Linked DNA regions of Mus musculus: region 2 is linked to region 1. A link is a contact called in public promoter capture Hi-C data. All regions are on one chromosome and are shown on one strand. The core of a region is the stretch at or near the end of the contact, and the rest is flanking DNA. Distances in the headings are between cores, read along the strand shown. Region 1 holds the start of Arl6 (ADP-ribosylation factor-like 6). Region 2 overlaps Epha6 (Eph receptor A6).

Region 1 (5,520 bases), core at 1,395-3,894:
AATTTACTTTTTAGTATGTCTATGTGCTGTTTAGAACTTTAGTAATTATGAGTGTAAAAAATAGTTGCCATTTTTCCAAATAATTACAGACTTTGAGGTCTAGGCATAAATTCACAGAAATCACTATAATTAATGGATACATATTTTTGTAGTGATTTTATACTGGCAAATGTTTAGTGAGATTTGGGTGAATGGAATTACGTATTACAGAGGTAGTTTTTACAGATACGTAATCAGCACACAGGCAACATCAACTGGGCTAACAAATCTTCAGGCCATCAGTGTCCATTACAAAATTTCCAGTATATTATAAATCAGGGATTTTCCAGATTCCTTATGTTGCTGACAAGAAAAAACATCCACACCATCTTGAGATGATTAGAAGTAACATATCTGATGTACCTCACTCTTTTATAGTTGTCTGACTATAGCTACAAGCCACTCTGAAATGAACCTAAAACCCTTCTACATGTATTCTAGACTTGAGAAAAATCACATAATGTTTTAAAAGCTTGTTGTGCTCACAATAAAATCAAGAGAGTCAAACTAACTTTGTAAGTCGAGTGGAATTACGTCTTGCTTTTGGGTTTACTCAAGATAGGTTACAGCTGCCAACCATCAAAACAGCAGATCCAAACAACTGAAATATTTACACTGTTTTAGGGTTCATTTTTTTTCAACATTTTCTAGATTACTAAATAGAATTTAGGAGTCATGTGAACTCTTTAATCTCTAATACAATAAAACAGCAGATCAACTACACTTAAATAAACAAAAAACAAAACTGTTCACCTTTTGTTGTTAAAAATCACCTAAGTTGGGGATGAAGAGGGCTCCATGGTTTAGAGCACTCGTGGCTCTTGCAGAGGAGTCAGGTTTGAGTCGTAGCACCCACATGGTGGCTCACAATCTTCCCTGATTCCAGTCTCAGTAGATATGATACCCTCTTCTGATCTCTCCAGGCACCAAGTATTCTTGTGGTGCACATACATATAAGCAGACAAAACAAACATAAAAAAAGTCAATAAATCCAACAAAAATAATTTTTAAATGTCATCTAAATTTACTATAAAAATGGTTGCTCGGTCTGTTCTTATATATTTAGTTTCCTCCTAATGCTTTGTAGGAAAAAAAAAAATCTGATAATATCTGCCTAAAGGGGGAAAATCAGAGACATAAGCTCTATTCTATGTCTAGAGAGAAAATATTATATAAGCAAATAAGCATCCAAGTTTTGTCAAAGTGAGCCAAAGAGAAGCGGTTTAATAGTTCCTGGTAAATTAGGAACCCCTGCATTTGGGGCCAGAAGTTAAAGGACAACCACATCAGGAACTGAGCTGATTTTCTTTGAGTAATAAAAAATTCACAACGAAGGAAGCTTATCTATTGAACACGTGCTATCTATTGGTCAGACATGCATACTTTTTTCTTTCCTTTGTCCTCAAAACCACTAGATTAGATACATTTTTGAAGACAAAGATGAAATATACACAAAGGGTAATTTTACTAGACCACAGAGTATAGTATATTTCCATTTTCTGTTTTAACAAGGGCATTTATGTTACTACCTTTGGATGTACAAACTATAGAAGTTTTGTTCACTCAGTCTGGTTTTTGCCTTACAAGAGTCAGGAGACCAGAACTAGACCTTACTCCACATTAGGAGTACTAAGGAATTTGGAAAGGCACCAGAAAAGCACTCTACCGCAGTGCATATACCAGTGTCTTAACCACTATCTCTTTGATGGAATTCCTTTCAGTTTCTTCACCCTACTCCAAGTCCAAATAATCGGCCAGCTTCCTTAACGGGCAGAAAAACAAGTATGGTAGTTGAACATACTAACTGGTAAAACCAGTAAAGTAACATCCCACATTTATGCTAACAAGTGATATGAAGAGATGAAACTTTTCAAATACAAGTTTGTCATGCAGTCATTCATTGAGGAGTAGGATGGGGGAAATGGCTAGTTTGAAGTCAAAAAAAAAAAAAAAAAGTAAAAATAAATAAAATAAAATGTAGATCTTTAATTGTTGCATCTGTAGCCTGTCTGTTGGGAACAATGCAAATGGGCGGGAAAGTGTCTATCTAAAAAACTTTCAATTAGCACAAATTATTTCTATTGCTATAAACTCCAAGTGATTTTAAGAACGGTAACTATCAAACTCTCTGATCCACAAACTCATGTCTGGTGTTAGTTAATATCCGGGACAACAGACAGCTAAGAACTAGGGACAGGGTCACACTTCCTTTGCCAAATAATGTTTCTGTTTTTAAATACTGACTGGTTTTGACCAGTTTCCCTCTCCTGCCTGTACTTACAACTGTATTCTGCAGAGCTCGCTCGCTCGCTCTCAGGCCTAGCTGAGCCTAGGAAAGGCTCTGTGTAATGGGAGTAGCATATCTAAGTAGATCCTTTCCCTGCCTCACGCCGCCCACGACGAGGGCGGTCAAGCCAAAACATTGCCACCCACAGATATGGCAGTCCGGCCAAAAGCGCTAACCAGAACCCCGGAGGCCAGCAACCAGCGATGCGCGCGCAGCTAAGGCCGCCCCGCACGCCTCCCGGCAGGCTGTGCGCGCGCCTCCAGCTCCCTTGCGTCCCAGCAGCACGGGAGCTACCACTCGGCTCCCAATGCAGTGGCGGCTCCCCGTGTCTTCCGTGCTCACACTCTCGCTAACAGAGTTCCTCTGCGGGAATCAGGCCATTAATTTTTTTACCCAGAGCTCTCCAGCCGCAGAAAGGAGAACCTGTGGGCGGACACCTACGACGCCCGGGTGGGCGTGGCTTTGGGACCGGAAGAAGCTCCCGTTGCCAAGGGAACGCCGCGCGCCGGGGCGCCTGCTCAGCCACTGATGCTCGCATCCTGGGTGAACCGGCTGTTTCTCCCAACTTGTAGAAGGGGCTGTGCTTGGGACAAGGGAACCTTCCTACGGAGGCATAGAGAGGAAGGCTGAGGCTCCGGGGAAGATCCCACCGCGGAAACGGGTACAAGAGTGCGTCCTTTCCTGTCCTTGTCAGCCCCTTGGCCTTTGGATTGGCGTCAAAGATCAGGTACCTCCATCCGCACCCCGCTTTTTCTCTCTCTTCACCATCATCTGTGTGTTCTCTTTCAGCTCTGTTGGGTATGATTTTTCACGCCATCAGCTTCACCCTTGATAACATGAACACGACCTTTCCACGGTGTCTGTAGCGCTGTGGAACCGGCGGCAGGATCCACTAGTTCAAAAAGTTCCCGCTACCTGTTCGCAGCCATTTCCACCCTGGTAGACAGAGAATACCCGCTCCCTGTCCGATTTAGAATTACTCTAAACTATTACCCGTATTTTTGAATCTAAGTGAGTTAGATCATCTCTCATCTGTGAGAGATGGGGAAAAAATTGAGTTTATGTGATGTATACCAAGGAGCTTCGAAAATGTATTGAACTGCTTTGGGCCAATGCTGTTTGCTTGTTTGGTTGACTTTAACGCTGCCCAAGACGGACCTTTTTATATGATGTATGAATAATTTGGTTGAAATTTCATCATCAAATTTTCTAACTTAATAAGATTGTTTTATTGGGGTAGTAAGAATGTTCAACAGCCCACACTACTATCATGTTTAAAGTAGCATTTCTGGCGTTTTTCTCTGTCTCATCTCATCTTTCTCTGCAGCTTAACGCTAAGGTCTTAACATGTGGATAACATGTTAAATCTTCAGTGCTTTTCTGGTAACCACCTAATCCTTTGGAAAGCTGATTCTTCTCAGAAAGCAGCTCAGACACCTAAGTGTTCTTGATTCAAGAACAGGAGTTGTTTCATTTTAGCCAAGTTTACTTTAGCTATCAATTTTGCCAGCGTTATACAATACATACAGTAAGACTTTTTAAGCTGAAGGTATATTTTGTTCCTAATCTAGCGAATATGCTGGGTTTTCTTTTCTTTTTTCTTTTTTTTTATCCTTTAAGGCATAGTTTACGTCAGTATCAACTTTATACCATGTTCTCTCTCCTCTCCCCCCACCTCTCTATGTAATAATTGTTCATGTTGTGTAGTACCTGTTGAATCCAGAATGTGTGACCAGCCCTGGAATTGGAGTTACAGGTGCTTGAGAGCCTCAGTCAAACTCTGGTCCCCTAGAAGAGCTGTGCGGTCTCTGCTGTTAAGAGTATAATTTTTATTTATTTTTTTCTTTTTTGTTTTACAGTGCCTGAGATTAAATCTAGGGCTTTGCACATTGTGGGCAAGCACTTTACCATTTTGCCACATAACCAGTCCCTAAGATTATACTTTTCTTTAGAAAATTTTAATAGACATGAGTAGGGAAAGAGATTATAAAGCTAATTGTTTCCCTAATTTCAACCCTGTCACACTTGTTTTGGGTGTTGTGTAAATTTTTAATTGGTAGTAAAAATGTAAACCCTTAAGCAAAAGCCCAATTGCTTTACAAGAGTCTTCCTAAGTGTAGAAGTTTGCTGAGAGTTTGGGACTGGGCAAGTTTTTGCTTGAGTTTTTGCTTAATCTAATTGTGTGATGTTTTTATTTGTGAGTTCATTACAGTGAGGTGATTTTATTGGTAAGAACTTTTAAACTACTATTTGGAAGAAATTCAGAACCAATGAGAGGATGAAAACTGGCTGAGAGTGTTTTGTGATGTGTGTTCTCAACTTTTATGATCCAACTCCAGATCTTTATGGCTTACTCCCCATGCTCCAGATTCTGAGTCCAGCTCACCCTGCTCTTCTCTCTTATTGACTAGCCAGGCTTCCTCGGTCACAGCGGGTTTTGTTTCTTCTTAAAGAACGTTTTATGGACTTACCTCAGAATAGCTGTACTTAGCCTTTGGAGAACTTTGTTGTACCTAAGAACTTGCTTTCTCTAAACTTAAAAAAGAAAAATAAGGAAATGGAAGAAGACAATAAAATCAGCAGCGCATCAGTCCCCCAGAAGCCCACTTTCAGGGTATAGTTCCCCTTCAAAGCTGAAGAAACTGGTAAATCTGAAAAGGGGACGTTAGAGAAAGGAAGCTTAGTGTTTCACATGACAAAGTATAGGGATATGTGAATTGAGAGATGATGTCACAAACAGACCAATAGAATAGATCAGGTTTCCCAGTTTGTGTGAAGTTGAAATATTTCCCCAAAAAGGTTCTTGTGAACAAGTCCTCACAGACAGTAGTACTTTCTTTGTCCATCTCTTGGAGCTTTAGAGATAGTATCAGCATATTAAAGAATAATGCGCTGTAGAAGCTTATATAAAATTTCTCAAGCATCAGTGACCTTGAAATTTTTCTTAGAAGTAATCCCTAAGAATTCGCTTCCAGAATATAGTTTAGAATGTACAGAGAGCCTATTGCTAGATCCAAACACATATAAGAATATAAAATATAAAGAAAAGGGAGGGGCAGAAGGACAGCCAGTTCTCTGAATCAGCTCTCATACCCAAGTACATTTCAGGAAAATTAGAATTTAAAACCTGAAAAATTAACTACAGATGAAAGAAACAGAATATTAGTTAATATGCTCAAAATACTGAAGAGAAG
Region 2 (5,520 bases), core at 1,606-4,105, 760 kb before region 1:
GTCAATAAAAGCTTCTGAATAAAGCTGGGAGATTGAAAAATGCAGACCACCAAGACACTACTCATTTCTCCAGTTCTGATTCGCTCCTCTATCCGGGGTCTAATCAGGCCTGTGTCTGCCTCCCTCCTGAGTAGACCAGAGGCCCCATCTAAACAGGCTTCCTTCAGAAGCTCCTCTCTCCAGGTGGCCAGATGGGAATCGCAGACCAGTGTCATTTCCTGGGACATAGACACAGCAGCCAAGTTTATTGGTGCTGGGTCCGCCACAGTTGGTGTTGGGCCTGGCATTGGCACAGTGTTTGGTAGCTAGATAATTGGCTATGCTAGGAACCTATCTCTCAAGCAGCAGCTCTTCTCTTATGCCATTCTGGGATTTGCCCTGTCTGAGGCCATGGGACTCTTCTGTTTGATGATCGCCTTCCTTATCCTCTTCGCCATGTGAGGCTCCATGGGGTCACTCAGCAACCTCTGCTGCTTTGACTCCATGCCAGTCCTGGTGCTGGAATGTACTGAGCTTTACCATTAAACAACAACAACGTTTCTCAAAAAAAAAAAAAAAAAAAAAAAAGCTTCTGACTATACATTTATGAATTACTCTTATGATCATTATCTTACACTCCATGCAGAATAAGCACACTGGGAAGTGGCCCTTCTGTGCCATCAATTTACCTGAAGGTTATATAGATCACACCTTCCAGACATATTCCCAGACTACTTCCTCTTCTTCAGAATCATTAACCTTGCAGATAACACTCAGTTTGTATAATGTATCATTTCCACACCTGTACTCCACAGATCACTCACCAGGAACATTTGGTAATACCATTAATTAGCTTTAAATAAAATTTTAATTCACATCTTTCTAACCCTCACCATCTACATGATCTAGCCCTTGTTGGCTCCTGCAATTTCCCTGCTTTCTAAATCTCCCTTACTTCCTATGACTACACTCACATTGCTTTTACTCTGATTTTCAAACTTTACAAGATTCTTTCTTAAGTCCTTTACCTGTGTTACTTTCTCTGACTTAATTATAATACTGTCTAACCCTACATAATAGTTCATTAAGGCTGCCATTAAAAAAAAATTATCCTTCCGGAGCTGAGACAGAAGGAAGGACCATGAAGAGACTGCCCCACCTGGGGACCCATGCCATAATCAGCCACCAAACGCAGACACAGTTGCATATGCCAGCAAGATTTTGCTGACATGACCCAGATACAGCTGTCTCTCATGAGGCTATGCCAGTGTCTGGCAAATACAGAAGTGGGTGCTCACAGTCATCTATTGGATGGAACACAGGGCCCCCAATGGCGGAGCTAGAGAAGTCACCCAAGGAGCTGAAGTGATTTGCAACCCTATAGGAGGAACAGCAATATGAACTAACCAGTAACCCCTGACCTTGTGTCTCTAGCTGCATATGTAGCAGAAGATGGCCTAGTTGACAAACATTGGGAAGAGAGGCCCCTAGGTCTTGCAAACTTTATATACCCCAGTACAGGGGAATGCCAGGGCCAGGAAGTGGGAGTGCATGGGTTGGAGAGCAGGGCACTGGGAGAGAATAGGGGGCTTTTGGGATAGCATTTGAATTGTAAATGAAGAAAATATCTAATAAAAATTGTCTGAATAAAAAAATAATAATCCTACAAAATGAACATTGAACATGAATCTACTTCCTCAAGGTTCTGTGGGATGGGAGTTTAAGATCAATCTAACAATGGGCTTAGTTCCTGATGAGGATTCATCTTGTTTTGTCAATGGCTTTCTTCTAGAAGTTGTCACACAATATTTTCTTTGTGTACACTCAGTCACAATTGTAATGGCTTTGTTTCTTTCTGTAAGACTATCAGTATTTCCTGACTGTCATGCTCTATTCTTATTACCTCATTTAACCCTAAAGCCCTCCTTAAAGCTTCTAAATACATTCACATGATGGATTAGAATTTCAACCTATGTTTTTCTACGCTCAGTGTCAGTGTGTTAACATCTTCCTTACTTCCTTGCCACCCTGACTCATGGACTCGTAGACTTTCATTATTCAGGTTAATTTTACCAGCATTTGTTTCAGACTCTTCGTTATGTACACTCTATTCCAAGAGTAGCATAATTATACAGGAGCAAGAACATTCCTAGCTTTGTTTATTCACTATTAAGCTCATTATGCATAGAATTTTGCTTGGCATATGTGAGGTACTTAGAGCATATCTGTGAGTGAATGTTTTTTCTTCAATTGACTGGGTATAATCATTTTTGGGTTTGGCATATAACATATCTAGACTTTTCATTTCATTTTTAATAAAATGTCTAAATAGGTTGTATAACACAGCAAACTATATAACACAAACTGGGTTTAAAATTCTGTCTCTTGTATGCCGAGACCCCACTCATTCACACCTCAGGAATTCCATTTAAAACACCAAACCCTTGAGGGAAGATACATGAGTTGTGTGATTCATGTGGTATCCAGAATAACATAAAAGTGTTTTTCCATGTACACCACCAAATGGAATAACTAATTTTTAAAGGAGTTATAATATATCACTATTTTAGTAAATCATTTTAGGTTTTTTTTGTTTTTTTTTTTTTTTTTTTTTAGTCAATGCCTCTAGCTATGTTATAATGAAATTTCCAAGTTCCTTTTCTTACCAGGTGGCATCTTCTTGACTTTTTCTTGGATATATGCCAGAACTTTTATAGCTGCTTGGGTTATTAGTTTATTCTTTCCCTCATTTATTTGAAAATGTCAATCATAAATTTTATCCAAACCATTTTCTACATTTACCATCTGTGATGACAGCGCTCATAGCATTGGAAGTATTAAGGTGTGGGTGGACTTCCAGATATTTCTCACTCCCACGTCTAGAAGCCAGCTCCATCTGGCAAGGGCATGACGTGACTAGAGTATCAAATAACTTCTGACCTGACTCAGTGAGGCTGTGGAATTTTTTGTTGCTGATTTCTGTTTCTCCTGTGACACTCATTTCAAAATGTCACTGTTACTTTGGCCTGGCAGTGCCCATGTTTCCTATGTAGTGTGAAACAATTCCTTGGGGAGTAAGAGGTAACCCAGCTCATGGATCACTAGGAAAAAAGATCAAGCAAAATTCAGCTTCACATATCCCATGACTTATTCATTAAAGCCCACTGAAGGCTGCCACGAGGGTACCTCTTCCTTGTGTATAAGCAAGTCACTATAGGCTCGAAGCCTTTTTCAAATCCATCCACCTAGAGAGTAGTTCACAACTTTGCTTTATCCAATCATAGCAAGATAGTACACACTTCTCTATTTTTGTTTTTGAACATTGCTGTAACGCCAATGGCTTCCAATATTACTGTGAAAGAAAATAGAACTGGCTTATCAAATTGGAGGGAACATGATATTTGTTAGCTTTTCAGTGCTGTGCAAACATATGAGAGGTAATAATCCACTAAGAATGAGAGATTTAACTATCAATTTCAGAGGTTTCTGGACCTTACTGCTCAAGGCACAATGCAGCAGTAGTACTTCCAACTCATAATAGTCAAGAAGCAGAGAGGAAGGGAGATGGGGAGGGAGGGAGGGAGGGAGAGAGGGAGAGAGGGAGGGAGGGAGGGAGAGAGAGAGAGAGAGAGAGAGAGAGAGAGAGAGAGAGAGAGAGAGAGAGAGAGAATGAGAATAGGCTCAGGACCCCCAGCCCCAGCAGCTCCTTATGAGGCATACCTGCAATAGCTAGACTTTCTACCTTGCTTCCAAAAATTATGATTGCAACACACACAGGTGATCGAACCTTTAACCCATAAGCCTTTGCTAGAATGTTGGGGTTTAAATAATAAGAGTTTTGGTTTTTTTTATAGAGCTCCAAATGTATGAGAAATTTCTTGAGCAGACCTCACTTCACCCAAAGGGCATGCCTTCCATGCTTAAACAAGTAGGTTCAAAGGGTCTCTGAGCATGATTCATCATTTCCTGTGAAAATTTGTGATACAACTGTGTAAATGTATATAATGATTAACTTTCATCTTCATTGACAATGCTAGACTATGAATAAAAATCTCATCTGACAGTCATTTCTATGAGCATTTGCAGTATATGTTAATTATAGTATATATCTCACTGTATGTATTTTATATTAAATCATTTTCTATTTTTTCTATTTTTATTTCACTAGTAATTAGTCATTCCTATGCTTAAGCATTTTGAGACAAAATTATGTCAAAGAGATTAACAAATATTCTTTTAAAACTTTTGGCAGTTTATATATTGAATGCTTTAAATATTCTGGATTTTTGTCTTGTCTTTACACCTATTTTCCAATAAATAATTTCCTCTATATAAGAACTTTTACGACTCTGAATTCTATTAATATTGCTAGTAATCCATTCTCTTTCTATGTTTCTAATTTTCCTTTTCTAATATGTTCTGCATATTCTAATTTTACTATGATGTATTCACTTGGTAAAAGGTTGGATATAGCAAAGGTTAGTAAGACTGAAATCTATTGTCAAAAAATACATTTCTAAAATTTATATTATACAAACTTAAGAAGTAAATCCTTGGGATTATTTTTACCACCTTTATGGTGTTCCTTTTAAAGCTAATTTCCATTTATGCCCATTTATATATATAAAAAATTCAAGTAAGAAAATATTTTCTTGCTGAAGTGTTATAAAATTCAATTATGCATAAAGGCAAATATCACCCTGAGTAAAGAATCAGTCTGTAAAATTAACAAAATGAATCTTTTGTATCATCAGGTCCCCAGCTTATTTTTGTACATTGCAATGGCAACAATATCATATATTTGAGTACATTGTACAAGAAACCCAAGTGGGGCAGGGCATGGTGGCACACGCCTTTAATCCCAGCACTCGGGAGGTAGAGGCAGGCAGATTTCTGAGTTCGAGGCCAGCTTGGTCTACAGAGTGAGTTCCAGGCCAGCCAGGGCTACACAGAGAAACCCTGTCTTGAAAAACAAACAAACAAAAAAAAAAAAAAAAAAAAAAAAAACAAAAAAAAAAAAAAAAAGAAAGAAAGAAAAGAAGAAAAAAGGAAAAGAAACCCAAGTGGAAGTGTAAGCACATTGTTCTCCCTGCTTACAATCTCTCTTCAACCACTCCTTCCTCTCCCCCTCCCCTTTCCTTTTTACTTTAAAGGGATTCTCTTGGGATTTGGTGGTCAGTTCATTTCACATTCTTTCAGAACATCAATTTGCATATCAAAGTCCAGAGAGAAATACACAGAACCTATAGTGCCATCTGCTCTTCACACTCTGTTGAAACCCACATATGAATAAAGCAAGAGATTGGAGAAGACAGCTTGGCTTTTGAAATATATATATCAGTATTATTCAAGCAGCAAATCACAAATATCTAATAAAGTTTTAAATTGTTTCATGTTTAGATACTAATGTCAAAACAAGATATTATTTCTACTTAAAGGGATTGATGGTAAGAGGTGATTAGCAGGTGTTTATTGTAGCTTGCTAGGTTCCATATTAAGGACATTGCCCATTTTATGACTGAAAGTAAAGCATTACGAAAA

The links. Promoter capture Hi-C pulls out the DNA fragments that hold promoters and counts their contacts.
Region 2: a promoter capture Hi-C map of hippocampal neurons shows a contact between it and region 1, with 4 times the contacts expected there. The contact joins the enhancer-like site here to the promoter of Arl6 in region 1. A contact is called at or near these places in 3 of 39 promoter capture datasets (cranial neural crest, hippocampal neurons and liver) and 1 of 115 datasets of contacts at active chromatin or transcription factors (large pre-B cells).

Annotation. Positions count from the first base shown.
Region 1 is chr16:59,636,463-59,641,982 of GRCm38.p6, reverse strand. It overlaps Arl6 (ADP-ribosylation factor-like 6), which reads left to right and starts at 2,644. Exons shown (of 8, transcript NM_019665.3): 1 at 2,644-3,053. 4930547E14Rik (RIKEN cDNA 4930547E14 gene) reads right to left here and starts at 5,038. Exons shown (of 3, transcript NR_040564.1): 1 at 4,798-5,038. It also overlaps a transcript of Epha6 not described here.
Region 2 is chr16:60,392,841-60,398,360 of GRCm38.p6, reverse strand. All of the region lies in intron 3 of Epha6 (Eph receptor A6), which reads left to right. It also overlaps the pseudogene Gm4660. Among named protein-coding and RNA genes, the nearest start is that of Epha6, 210 kb to the left of the region's middle. Within about 2 kb of position 2,855, at least 9 of the 459 cell types and tissues checked have an H3K27ac peak or open chromatin away from gene starts, as enhancers often do. A contact at or near this core is called in hippocampal neurons, where this site is marked.